Regions from separate parts of the Hordeum vulgare genome. Here region 2 is linked to region 1. The links are chromatin contacts, called in public Hi-C maps. All regions are on one chromosome and are shown on one strand. The core of a region is the stretch at or near the end of the contact, and the rest is flanking DNA. Distances in the headings are between cores, read along the strand shown.

What was found. Hi-C and Micro-C count contacts between places; a contact is called where the count stands out from the background.
Region 2: a contact with region 1 is called in a Hi-C map of seedling, with 2.3 times the contacts expected there. The contact joins the promoter of LOC123444089 here to the promoter of LOC123444087 in region 1. A contact is called at or near these places in 3 of 6 Hi-C or Micro-C datasets (leaf and seedling).

Annotation. Positions count from the first base shown.
Region 1 is chr3H:426,364,143-426,370,041 of MorexV3_pseudomolecules_assembly, reverse strand. LOC123444087 (tubby-like F-box protein 1) reads left to right here and starts at 2,822. Exons shown (of 4, transcript XM_045120701.1): 1 at 2,822-3,244; 2 at 4,484-4,571; 3 at 5,717-5,846. The coding sequence starts at 2,951.
Region 2 is chr3H:426,761,809-426,767,773 of MorexV3_pseudomolecules_assembly, reverse strand. It overlaps LOC123444089 (pentatricopeptide repeat-containing protein At1g30610, chloroplastic), which reads right to left and starts at 3,554. Exons shown (of 10, transcript XM_045120703.1): 1 at 3,457-3,554; 2 at 1,965-3,335; 3 at 1,028-1,219; 4 at 663-744; 5 at 365-556; 6 at 150-263. The coding sequence starts at 3,241.

The sequences.
Region 1 (5,899 bases), core at 1,573-4,072:
GTTGGCTATGACGAGAGGGAAACGGTGCGACCTGGCAACGCGATTTAAAACACCGAAAAGCGTCTGATAAATAACCGACAACAGTGCCGCTACGGACGACCGTTCGGGTACTAGACGGACTCCGATTGCGAGGAAAATTGGCAGGTGGCCTACCTATATCTAAATAAGGCCGCACACCAAGTTTCAACCCAATCAGAGAAAGTTTTAAACACATTTTAAAAAACAGGATTTAAACGATGCCGCGGGTGCGTGCGTGTGTGGTCGGGCTTAGAACGGACAACGACTAGAACGGAGAGACCCGGCAACTAATAACGGATGCAACTTTTGGCGGCAACGGGATGCCAATGCAATGCAGATGATGCGCATGATGCGATGATGTTGCGACAAATAAAAATAATCACACGATGAAAACAGAATAAAAGGGGAATCTTCTCGAACGTCGGTCTCGGGCTGTCACAATGTTGCAACCTCATCACTTAACCATGTCTCACCTAATAACTTAATTAGACTCGATACCTTGGGCGATGAGATTGTTTAGTCCCCGTGGCTCATAGATTACTATAACACAACATGTACAAGTACAAATGAGGTTGATCCAGATGATACATTCAGGCTCTAGTGGGAGTATGACGAGGAGCGTGGGCGTATCTACGTCACCTATCTGGACGAGTATCGGGACCCTTGGTCGGCTTCCCGGGATTAGTGGGATATATGTCATCTACATTTTATCGTTTGATTTCGTATGTATCGCCTCGCCTTGTCTCGCCTCGCCTTGCATCTCCTCGCGAGTGCCCAGAGCCGAGCCAGCCTCGGACTCGAGCTCCGCTCCACCCCCGCTGCATTGCTGCACCACCTCCGGGAACCGATCCCCTGCGCTTTCTGCACCCCCGCTGGCCCTTCTCACCCGCGGCAGCCGTCGTTGTGCTCGCTGGCATCGTCGCCAGTTTCCCTGATGCAAGGTAGAAGAAGGTTAGCCTCACTTAGGTTAGTTGAACCTGACTCGTGCCCCATATTGAGCGCATCCCCACAGCTAGCATTGTTGGTCGTCGCGCTGCGCCTCCACCCATAAGACCAGGGTTTGAATCCTGCTTGTCCCGCTTTTTTAACTTGCCTCACATTCAAAGTGTCGCCGATAGTTAGGCCCCAATGGTTAGTCCCTGCAACGTGGCACTCGGGCCACTTGTCACAATCAGCGGCTAGGACAACCCCTGGTGACCCTGTCCTTTTACTTTTTTTAATATATATATATATATATATATATATATATATATATTGATTTGTATTTTCTATTTTCTCTGGATTTTGGTATATGTGTTAATCTTGCATAAATAATTGAGACATTTTCCCCTACAGTAAAAAAAAATCCAAGGAATTTAACTGTGGGGTTATGTATGAAAATGGTGTGAAAAAATACGGTGGGGTTGTGTATAAATTTTAAGTAGGTGCTCAGTATCACCTTTTGATCATATTTTAGTTCAATGTGTAGATTCTTATCTTATTCTTGTACTCGTAAATTAGCCACCCAAATATATAGCGTTGCTGCAACCTCATCACTTAACCATGCCTCACCTAGAAACTTAATTAGACTTGATACCTTGGGCGATGAGATTGATACCTTTGGCGATGAGATTGGTGAATCCCCATGGCTCACAAATTACTACAACACAACAGGTACATATACATACGAGGTTGATCGAGATGATGCCTCCAGGCTCTAGTAAGAGTATGACGAGGAGCGTGGGCGTATCTACGTCACCTATCCAAACGAGTAGCGGGACCCTTTGGTCGGCTTCCTAAGATTAGCGAGATAGGTGTCATCTCCATTTTATGGTTTGATTTTGTCCGTAGTCGGACCTTGTTCTTCTGGATGATTGTATTTGCATGATATTGACTTAGCTTGTGACGAGTGTAAGCTAACTTCATATACCCATCTCTTTTTAAAATGCATACGCGATGATATTTGTTCTTGTGAAACAACGAGATGTGATTCTATTCGTATCGAGGCCTTGAGCCATGATTAGGATAGTACCACATCTTGAGTGTTATAGAAGGCATTATCGACTACTGTAAGGTCTCCCTGAGCGGGTGTTTGTAGAAGCGACGTTGTATGATGATGATGTCGCCATGTTGTGTTAACAACGATATTGGTGCTGCAAGGACGATGATCATGTGTCGCCACCACTGTAACAATGATCATATTGCAGGACGATGAGCCCAACATCGACCATATTGTGAACGACTGAGAAGGGACACGTGACCACTGCAACGGTGACCATGTTGCAGGGTGACGAGTGCAACATCAATGATATTGCAACACATGGCAGGTGAAAGAGACATACGCTCCATGTGAGTCTTAGTCTTGATCTACCTCTACTCCTTACATACAATAGAGCAAGCGTGTGAAAAGAGACATGTGATAGCTGCAACGTCGACCATGTTGAAGGGCGTTGAGGACAACATTGACGATTTTCCGATCGGCTAAGAGGGGACGAGGCCGCTGCATTCACATGTGAAAGTGAATTCGACGACTCACACATGATGTATGAGGTGGACATCAAGTTTACCAACTTTCCATAAAATCAGCCAGTCGACACGTAGCACGCATCCACTTTTGGATTTTGTTTGCATATGTTTATCCCGTGGCCTTGAAGGAAAAGAAAGGAAAGAGTAACTTGCACAGCGAAGAAAATTCATGTGTGTGTGTGTGATCGTTTCACCACTGTGATAATACGGAAAAGGAAAGAAATTAAAGAAAGGCCACGCACCACAGTGATGAGTGGTCACAGTACCTGTCCGCTAGATCCACTTTTCCAGACAAGTACTCCATCTTCTTCTCTCCATCGCCGAACGCGGTTTTGGTTACAGTTGGAAGAAAGAAAAGCAAAAAACCAAGGCCGACGAAAGAGGCCCGCAACCTAGTGGGGAGGCAGTACAGTGGTGGGCGGAAGATATGCCTTGCGAGGAGCCGGCGGCCGAGGGCGAGGTCTCCGAGGTGGCGGAGATGGGGGAGGAGAAGGAGGACGGGCAGCCGGAGGAGCAGGAGGAGAGGTGGGCGCGCCTGCTGCCGGAGCTCCTCTCGGAGGTGGTGCGGCGCGTCGAGGCGTCCGGCGGCGAGAGGTGGCCGGCTCGCAAGGATGTCGTCTCCTGCGCCTGCGTCTGCCGCCGGTGGCGCGAAGCCGCCGTCGCCGTCGTGCGGCCGCCCGCGGTGTCCGGAAAGATCACCTTCCCGTCCTCGCTCAAGCAGGTGAGAACGGGAGCTGCGCCTGGTGGGTTTGTGCTCTCATACCCGTCGATTGGTAGGGGTCTCTGCTTCCGGTTCCGTGTGTGGTGGTGTAGGGCTGTGGAAATCCCCATCCCAAACTTAAGTTTTTATTAAGGAGGAAACTGATGATGATTTGCTCCCTTTCGATCCGTAATTTTTCCAAAGGTTCCTCTCCGTTGAGACAGGTAGGGCATCGGATTAAGCCTGAGCGGCAAATTTCGCGCCTGCCTATACATTAGGTCCATTAGTTTTCCATTTCCATAGATGCTAAGGTTGTTTGTTGTGCGATTTGGAAGGTTGGACCTGTAAATGTAGCTGTGATGTTATTTCTCATGGCCTATTAGATTCACATGAATTCACAGGGAACAATTCAATTATTGCCGGAAATGGGATAATCTCCCGCCAATCAATGAGGCCCTTAATCGGTTCTTGTACCCTTTTTTTATTTATAAAAATGCCTTAAACCAAGTTCTCCCTGATCTTATGGCACGCCGGGCACCACACCGTCTGATCAGCCTTTTTTTTGAGAATCCACCGTCTGATCAGCCATGCAACGGTTTGTGTGCTGGGGCCATGGTGTACATCAATGACGTCAGGTGAAAGTGGGGTGCTGCTCCATGCGTCGTGCCACTGCCCGGTCGCGCTGTATGCCATCCCATAAAAGTGCACTCACGCTCTCATTCTTGGTTTGGGCGATACTAAATTTGGTGTATTTCGATGGGTGGTTTCGATTGGCGTGTCGACGATCAGAAATTTTGGCTTGTGTATTTTTGTCATCCCCCTGCAAACAGGAACTCAATTAATTGGATTTTAATGGCAAGGCTTCCGCAATGAGAAATTCCGTCTTGCCTATTTTGAGTAGCATAGGATTTGTTTGGATGGTGGCCAAAACCCACCCTACCAATAATTTGGTCATGGCTAAAAATTTGGTCTATGTTTGGATGGCTACCAATATTTTGTCATGCCAATGCTTCTCTCTCCATTTCAGTTCACTTTCTAGTCAGTGTTGGCCAATTAGGCAAGCAAAGGCTCCACCAAAAATCTGGCTAGCCAATTATTTGATACAGCCAAGCTAGGCTAAAACCAAATGTACCCATAGTTTTCTTACGTTTCTGTTGAAGCTATTTATGCGAGGGATTCCTTTGTAGTTACTTGGGGACTTGCACAGAAGTTTCTTATGCAGCATCTGTATGCCTAATCTTACAACATAATGTCAAACAGCCAGGGCCAAAGGAGTTTCCAATGCAGTGTTTTATCAAGCGGAATAAGAAGAACTCTACGTTCTACCTCTACCTTGGCTTGACAACTGGTAAGCCTATCTGATGGGTGTACTGCCTTGATTTTCTCATTCTATTTTATGTTGCGTATGCATTTGGGCCAACTCGTTATCAGTGGACCAAGGACACATTTAGCAAGAAATATATTTAAGAGTTAGCAATGGTCTAGTAAAAAAACTTCGTATTTGTATGCACGATGACACTTGATAAGCAGCAATATGCTGCATATATAGCTTTTGGATCTCAGTCAGTAAGGCTTTAATTGGAAGCGTATCACTTGTTTCTCCTAGTCGATAATGACTTTTCAATTATTATTATTTTGCATCTGCATTGTGTTTGCATGTGTTGTCTGTTCTTATACATATTCCCTTCCTGGCACTACAACTAGTAATCAACCAGCACAAATGCACCTATGTTGGGGTTTCAGGGCCATTCGCTAATTTGTATCTGTAATTCTGTATGCATTAAACTGGGGTCCTGGGGCGACAGTTGTGGACCGGATAATGGAATTGAACATGCAGAAATCCACCAAATTCTGGACTAGAATCGTTAATGTGTGTTGTGATAATGCTATATTTCAAATATAAAATAATGGATAGTGCTGCTCATTATTTGGATTGGTTAGCTCAGAAGTTCAATTCCAAGGGTTTAGTTCTGTCATGCCTATAGGACTTGAGCATCTTTTGGAGCATGAATCTGAAGGGACTCAAAGTTTTCCCCAGATCTTTGGGAGCTTGAATAGTTTTACAAGATACTAAGTTTTTTTTAGAGAAAACGCAAAAGACTTTACGTTTCATTTCATTGAACAGATAATAGTACTTGAGATCTTCCACTTGATCTTTGTAATGAAACAGATAATAGTACTTGAGATCTTCCACTTGATCTTTGTTACTATCTGTAACACTCAGGTGCATAGGCAGTAGATTGACCTGTTCATGTATTTATAGAGCACCAATTTTCTCAACCAAATCCTTACCCTCATCTGCTAAAGGATAAAGTTTGTTGTGTGGCTATGTACTATTGTTATTTTGCCCTAAATGAATAATCTTTGGTTCTACTAGTTACCATGGTCGTCCCTTACAATGCATTATACCATTCATAATATCATTTGATCATTTTCAGCATCAAATGTGCCTGATGATAATAGTTTAATACACATATTGTCCTTGTCTTGCAGCTACTGTAGATAAAGGGAAGTTTCTCATGGCCGCAAGAAGGTTTAGGCGTGGTCCTCATACTGAGTACATTATATCCCTTGATGCTGACGACTTGTCACAAGGGAGCAATGCATATATGGGGAAACTGAGGTGAGATTCTACATGGCTGCAGTCGTCTCAACCTGCCATGCTATTTTTTATGT
Region 2 (5,965 bases), core at 2,305-4,804, 400 kb before region 1:
ATAATACAAAATGCTTTGTCATGTTGCAGAAAGTCTAGAGAGGTCTGTAGAAGTTCCCCTTCAGGGCCCAGCATAGTAGGGTGGGAGAGAATACAAAGAGTATGTGCCATATTGTATGTGTATGTGTATGTGTATCGCGATCAGCATACCTCCATTACAAGACCATATGTTGTATTAGTTGGGCGAATATTCTTCTCTTTCAATTGTTGCAGTACCCAGAATGTCCCTTCCCACTGCTTTTGTTGAACGCAAGCATTCAAAACCTACATACGAGCAGAAGCAGTTATGTTCAACTGATAAACTTCACCATGCTCATGGTGTGCTGATTCCACGCACATATCACGTTTGCTACAAATAAACTCACCGCATTGTATACAATGAGGTCTGGTTCCAACCGAGGATCCCAATTCTGAACAGGACCCACCATAAACTTCTTCTTAGGAGGGGAACGCATGCAATCGATCACATCAAATAGTTCTTTCACAAGACCAGCTTGCCCGAGAGTCACAGCAATACAATGATAAGCCGCGATGTCAGGATAAGAAGATAATTGTTCCTGCAAAAGAAATAGAAATACAGGAACAGCGTCTAAATAAGATGACCATAAGATGAAAATAAGTATTTTCTGCATAAAATAAGATGAAGATAAGTACAAGTTATACCAGCATGGTGTAAAATACATTCAATGCCTCAAAAGGTCTCTTTGCCTTCCCAAGAACATCAAGGACTGTTGTATAAATATACCTACATCAGAAGGTGCTTATAAAGATCATATGCACTTCACATACTAAGCACTGTACCCCTTCAATGACACCATGTGGAGGTACCAAGGAAAATTAATCCAAGAAACTACTTTAAGCATGCACACATAGATCAACCAACTTATTCGTATAGGTAACAAATCGGTAGCACTACAATTGTGCTACATATATCAAAGAAGTTAAAATGCATGCTACAAAAACAAACAAAAATGCAGATTTAAGATTGATAAAAAACATAGAAACATATAAGTGGGCAGCTATTCTACCTGCTCTTATAGGACTTGAATCTTTCACGTGACTGAAGCCATTCAACAACTTGCAAAACACGTTTCCAGTTTCCATATCGACCCAATATCTGAACAATCCTTAGGATAGAGTGATCAGTGAATTTGATCTGTGCATCATGAATCATCTTGGAGAATTTCCACTCTGGAGTATTTACATCTGTAGCATTGAGCCTTCAAATATAGAATTATAAGAAATTAACTAAAAGTATAAGATAATGGTGATTTCTCATGATTAATCATAATCAGTTATGCGGAAAGCACGAAATACAAAAATATTTCCGTAGTCAGCTCAGCTTACAAGTTCCATTGCTGGGTTACAGTCGGTAATGAACTTCTCAAACAATTATCTGCATAAATGCATAGAAGAATTCTCCAAAACAAACTGTAAATAATAGTTTGCCTCTAGGCATCACAATGTAAATAATAGCTTGGTAATAATTTTTAAAGTTGGAACAGTCTGATAGTGATTAAGGAATACGTATTCCTGCTTTATAACCTGTACATAACCACTAAATGTCAGAACAATATATTTGAGCATGATCTCTCTAGATGTTCAGTATCGTCACTAGAATGATTCATCATATAGTATTTTATAAGGAATGGTGGGAATGTAAGCTAAGTAGGTTAGAGCTTTAGAGTTATCGTGTATTTGATGTGAGTGATGATGGTAAATTGTGCCGCTGGTGAAGATACAGAGCAGTTTAAATACATGTTGAATAAAAAATGATTATAACAAAAAAAAAAGGTCATAATATGAATAGTACATATAAATTACCATCATGGACCATATTTTTCCAAATTAAAAGAGGCTACTGCACATGTCAAACAAAAATAAGAGGCTACTATGTTCAACTTATACAGCAGTAAACTAGGATAACTTAGGCATTAGAATAAAAGCAATTATATGAAGACTCACCGACTAGCTAATTTCTGAATCCTCTCTTCTATTTCCATTTGAAGAGCCCGTGGCCTGTTCCTGACATCAGTGAATGCCTCAAAAGTCTTGAAAGCAGCCCTATCATCAACGACAGCTTTTGAATCTCTTCTAACAAACTTCCCCTGTTGAACATTTTCTCCTCTGTGCATTCGACTTGTTTCAGGTTTTCCACGCTCCAAACTATCACTCCGATGACCATAATTCTCAAACACTGTTTGTGTATGGCCGTATCTTTTGCTTACAGTAGGTTTGCTATAGTCCACGTCATTATCTCTAAAACTACCTACAAGATTTCTTCCTGAATTCTCTGTTCTTTGCTGGTATCTATGAAATTTACTGTCAGCATTGACCTCGCTACCGGAAAGTTTTCTCTCTCTAGGATATCTGAAGTCATGTTCGTGTATATTACTTCTTGCATTGATCAACTTGGTGTCCCTCAATATAATGCTGCTATTCCGAGTGACAGAAGTACGGCTTACAACAGAAGTTGAACGTCCTTGTAAATCCTTCCGTGCATTTGACTGGGCATGCCTGTTCCCTGCTGATTCATGAGCAACCACACCACCTTTGTTATCTTTAGCCTTCACATATGATGCTGATGAAAACTGCTTGCGGTCATCCCTATCAGTACTGTCTCCAATTCTGCTTCGTTCGCCTCGAACTATTCTTCTCTGTACATATTCTTCAACTTTCCTCTGACCATCACTGCTGTTTTTAACATCACCCACCAATCCAGTAAATTCTTCTGTGCGGCCATTCATCGGTAACCTCTCACCCCTGCCTTGGTCACGCCCTCTCTCCCTTTGAGACCCTGTTTTCCTCTCAAATGATTTCTTCCTTGGATCAATTGACTCCCTATCCTCTCGTCGACCATCACCGTCGAACCTCCTCCTTGAACTACGGCCATCCGAATCGCCTCCCTGCAAACTCTTGCTCCTGTCCAACTTCACCGACTCCATCATCTTCACATAGTCGGTGAATGTGGGGCTAAACGTGAGCTCCTTCTCGATGTGCCGGAGCTCCGACGAACCGGCACCGGCCTCTCCGCTAGCCAAGGCACCCGCAGCCCCGAACCCGGCGTCGAGAACCCTGCCTCTTCTGACCAAACCCCAGCTCAGCGGCAACGCGGAGACGTCCCTTCTCGGGACCAGAAAGCCGTGACCGGCGCTCGAATTAGGCTGCAGGGAGGGAAGCAAAACCCCGCACCCGCCCAGATTGAGCAGCCCCATGCTCGCGTTGGGCGCCACCGCGGCCATCACCCCTCGTCGGCCGGCGGGTTTGCGACCCCTACTGCATTCTTGTGGTGGTAAACCTCCGCCGAGAAACTCGCTAATTCAGCAGGTGGCAGAACTGAAATTAAAAAAACACGAAATTTGGTCCGAGATGGAGGGACGCGAGGCGCCGCTGGTGGAACACGGCGAGAATCCTTTCACGGATGCAGATGGAATCAGAGGAGGCAAAGCGGGGGTACCTTCCTGTCCTGCGTTATCTCCTCTCGGGTAGGCGGGGGGAGAGGGAGCTGGGAGAAAGGGTTGTTCGGCTGCGCGTGCTTCGACTGCGGAGAACGGCATGATGATATTTTAGAGTTATTTCCCCCAAAACCACCACAGTTGGGCTAAGATAACAAGTTACTATTAGATTTAAGTCAGATCATAAAAAACCATCAGTTGTGCGTCTAATACGTAACGCGGAGTATATTTTGGTCACGAAAACAACAAAACCGACGGATATGCCCGTCTGTGGGGTCGATGTAGCATGTCTATATGGATAAATTTGCTGAGATGGACAAGGTCCCATCTGTGAGTGACTAAAGTGGTTGTTTATTTCCCCTTTTTCTTTTTGGGGAGTGATCTGCGCCGGCACGCCGGTCCAGACTTTCGGGCGCGCCGCACGAACCATCAACCCCCGCGCGTCCGCACCGTTGGATCCGCATGCAACATTTTTTTTCCTTATGCAGCAAAATTTCGATGCGATGCAGCAATTTTTTCAACAGTTCCAACAAAAAACAAAAATTATAGCAAAAAAAATATTTACGTGATCGTAGCAAAAAAACGAAGCTGATGGTACATGGTAGCAAAAGTCAAACGCCGGCTGTAACAAAAATTTACGTGATGTGTATGCAACTTTTTTAGTGAACGGTTGCAGCAAAACATTATGCCGGTTGTAGCAAAAATTAACACGGTTGTAACAAAAGTAAAAAACATCGATTGTAATGAAAAATCCGATGAACTGGAGTAGCAACCAAACGTATATGCAACTTTTATACTGGGACAAAATGTAGTAAAAAAATGCTTGCAGCAAAAATGACGCTGGTTGCAACAAATTTAGACGAAAAATATTGCATCCATTGATTAGAAAAGCGCGCGGGTGGGAAAAATGTTGCATGGTCCCACGCGCACGAGGGGGCGACCGGCGCGTTGGTTCGGCCGGCGCGCGGGTGGGAAACGATTCCCTTTCTTTTTTTACTTCTACTTCATCTTCATGGGCATTTCAACAAGCAGCTTCTCGACATTGTTCATCTCGTTGTTGTGGTCACCGCACGAGAAGAACAAGTCGGCACGAGCTCATCCAGGCCGCCGCCCGCGGACAGGACGTCGTCGAGGACCCCACACACTGAATAATGGAAGCTCCCTTGCCCTCCATCATGCATACAGCAAGGGCGGCGCACAACTCAGCCATGGCGCAGAGCAAGCATCCTGGCCATGGGGCTCGGCCTGGAGCGCCGCAAATCAACGCCCTCCGATAGCACGCCGACGACCGTTGGGCCCAGACTGGTGCTCGGCCGCAAGATGCCTCCCAGCACGCGCAACCGCGCCTTTGACGCTGACGCCCGTGAATCCCTTGACGTGGCGGCGCGGCCATGGACGACTAGCCCTAGCAGCGCGGTGGTGTCTAGTTCACCACCTTGTTGGTCGTGCACCACCTTGGCTCCTCCACGCCGAGCAGAGGCAGCGGTCTGGGCAACAAGGCGGATCCTCGCCGGATCTAGGCGGAACAAGGGCTGGAGGTGTCGCTGGGGTTGGATCCACGTGGACCAATGGCTTGTGGCGGGGGATGGTATGTGGCTGGGGCAGTAGGGAGGCTCGCCGGGGTAAGGCTTCGGGCGATGACGCATGATTTGGTTGGCTGTGTGGGGATGGTGGGGAATAAGGTGGCTGGGGGAGAGAGGGAATCGGAGGGAGGCTGACAGGCGGGGGCTTCATGCCACATCGACCCGACTAGCGGGCCCCACCTATCGGTTCTGCTGTTTTCGTGGCCAAAACGCAACGTGAGTGCTCCGCGTTACGTATTAGGCTCACAGCTGATGGTTTTTTTACCTGGCTCAAATCTGGTACTAACTTGTTACCCCAGCCCCAAGTGTGGTGGTTTTGGGTAAATAACTCAATATTTTACCCTACGGGCCCAAAAATGGCGTCGGCCGATTTGTGAGCCCATGGCGTGTTACTCCTTCTTGCACATCATCATCTCTTCGATTATTTTTGAAGTATTATACTCCCTTCGTTCTAAAATAAATGATTCAGCTTTATATAAATTTTAACCACTTATTTTGGGATGAAGGGTGTACTTTTTTTGAACAAAGGGCATACTCTTTACAAGTATGTCGAATATTCGTATTCAAAAAAATGTCTATCATATCTGAAACCTTTGTATCTGAATTGTAATGAAAATGAAAATGAAAGATAACTAGGTTTATTCTACAAATACATATACAAATGCAAATGCAAATATGGTCCAGAATTTTGACACACATATGAATGTGAAGGTGGATATTACGTATCCAAATAAGATTTCTTGAGCTAATTTGGGAAATTATATCCCCATATGCGAGTTATCCAATATAAAAGTCAGATGGGTTGTCAAATTTTACTTTTTTGCATGATTACAATTAGGAATTATTGTGCATTATAGTAGTATTATTCATAAACATGTGCATCATTTACTTAGTATATGTTGCAAGTTGATTATTTTTTGTCGCATCA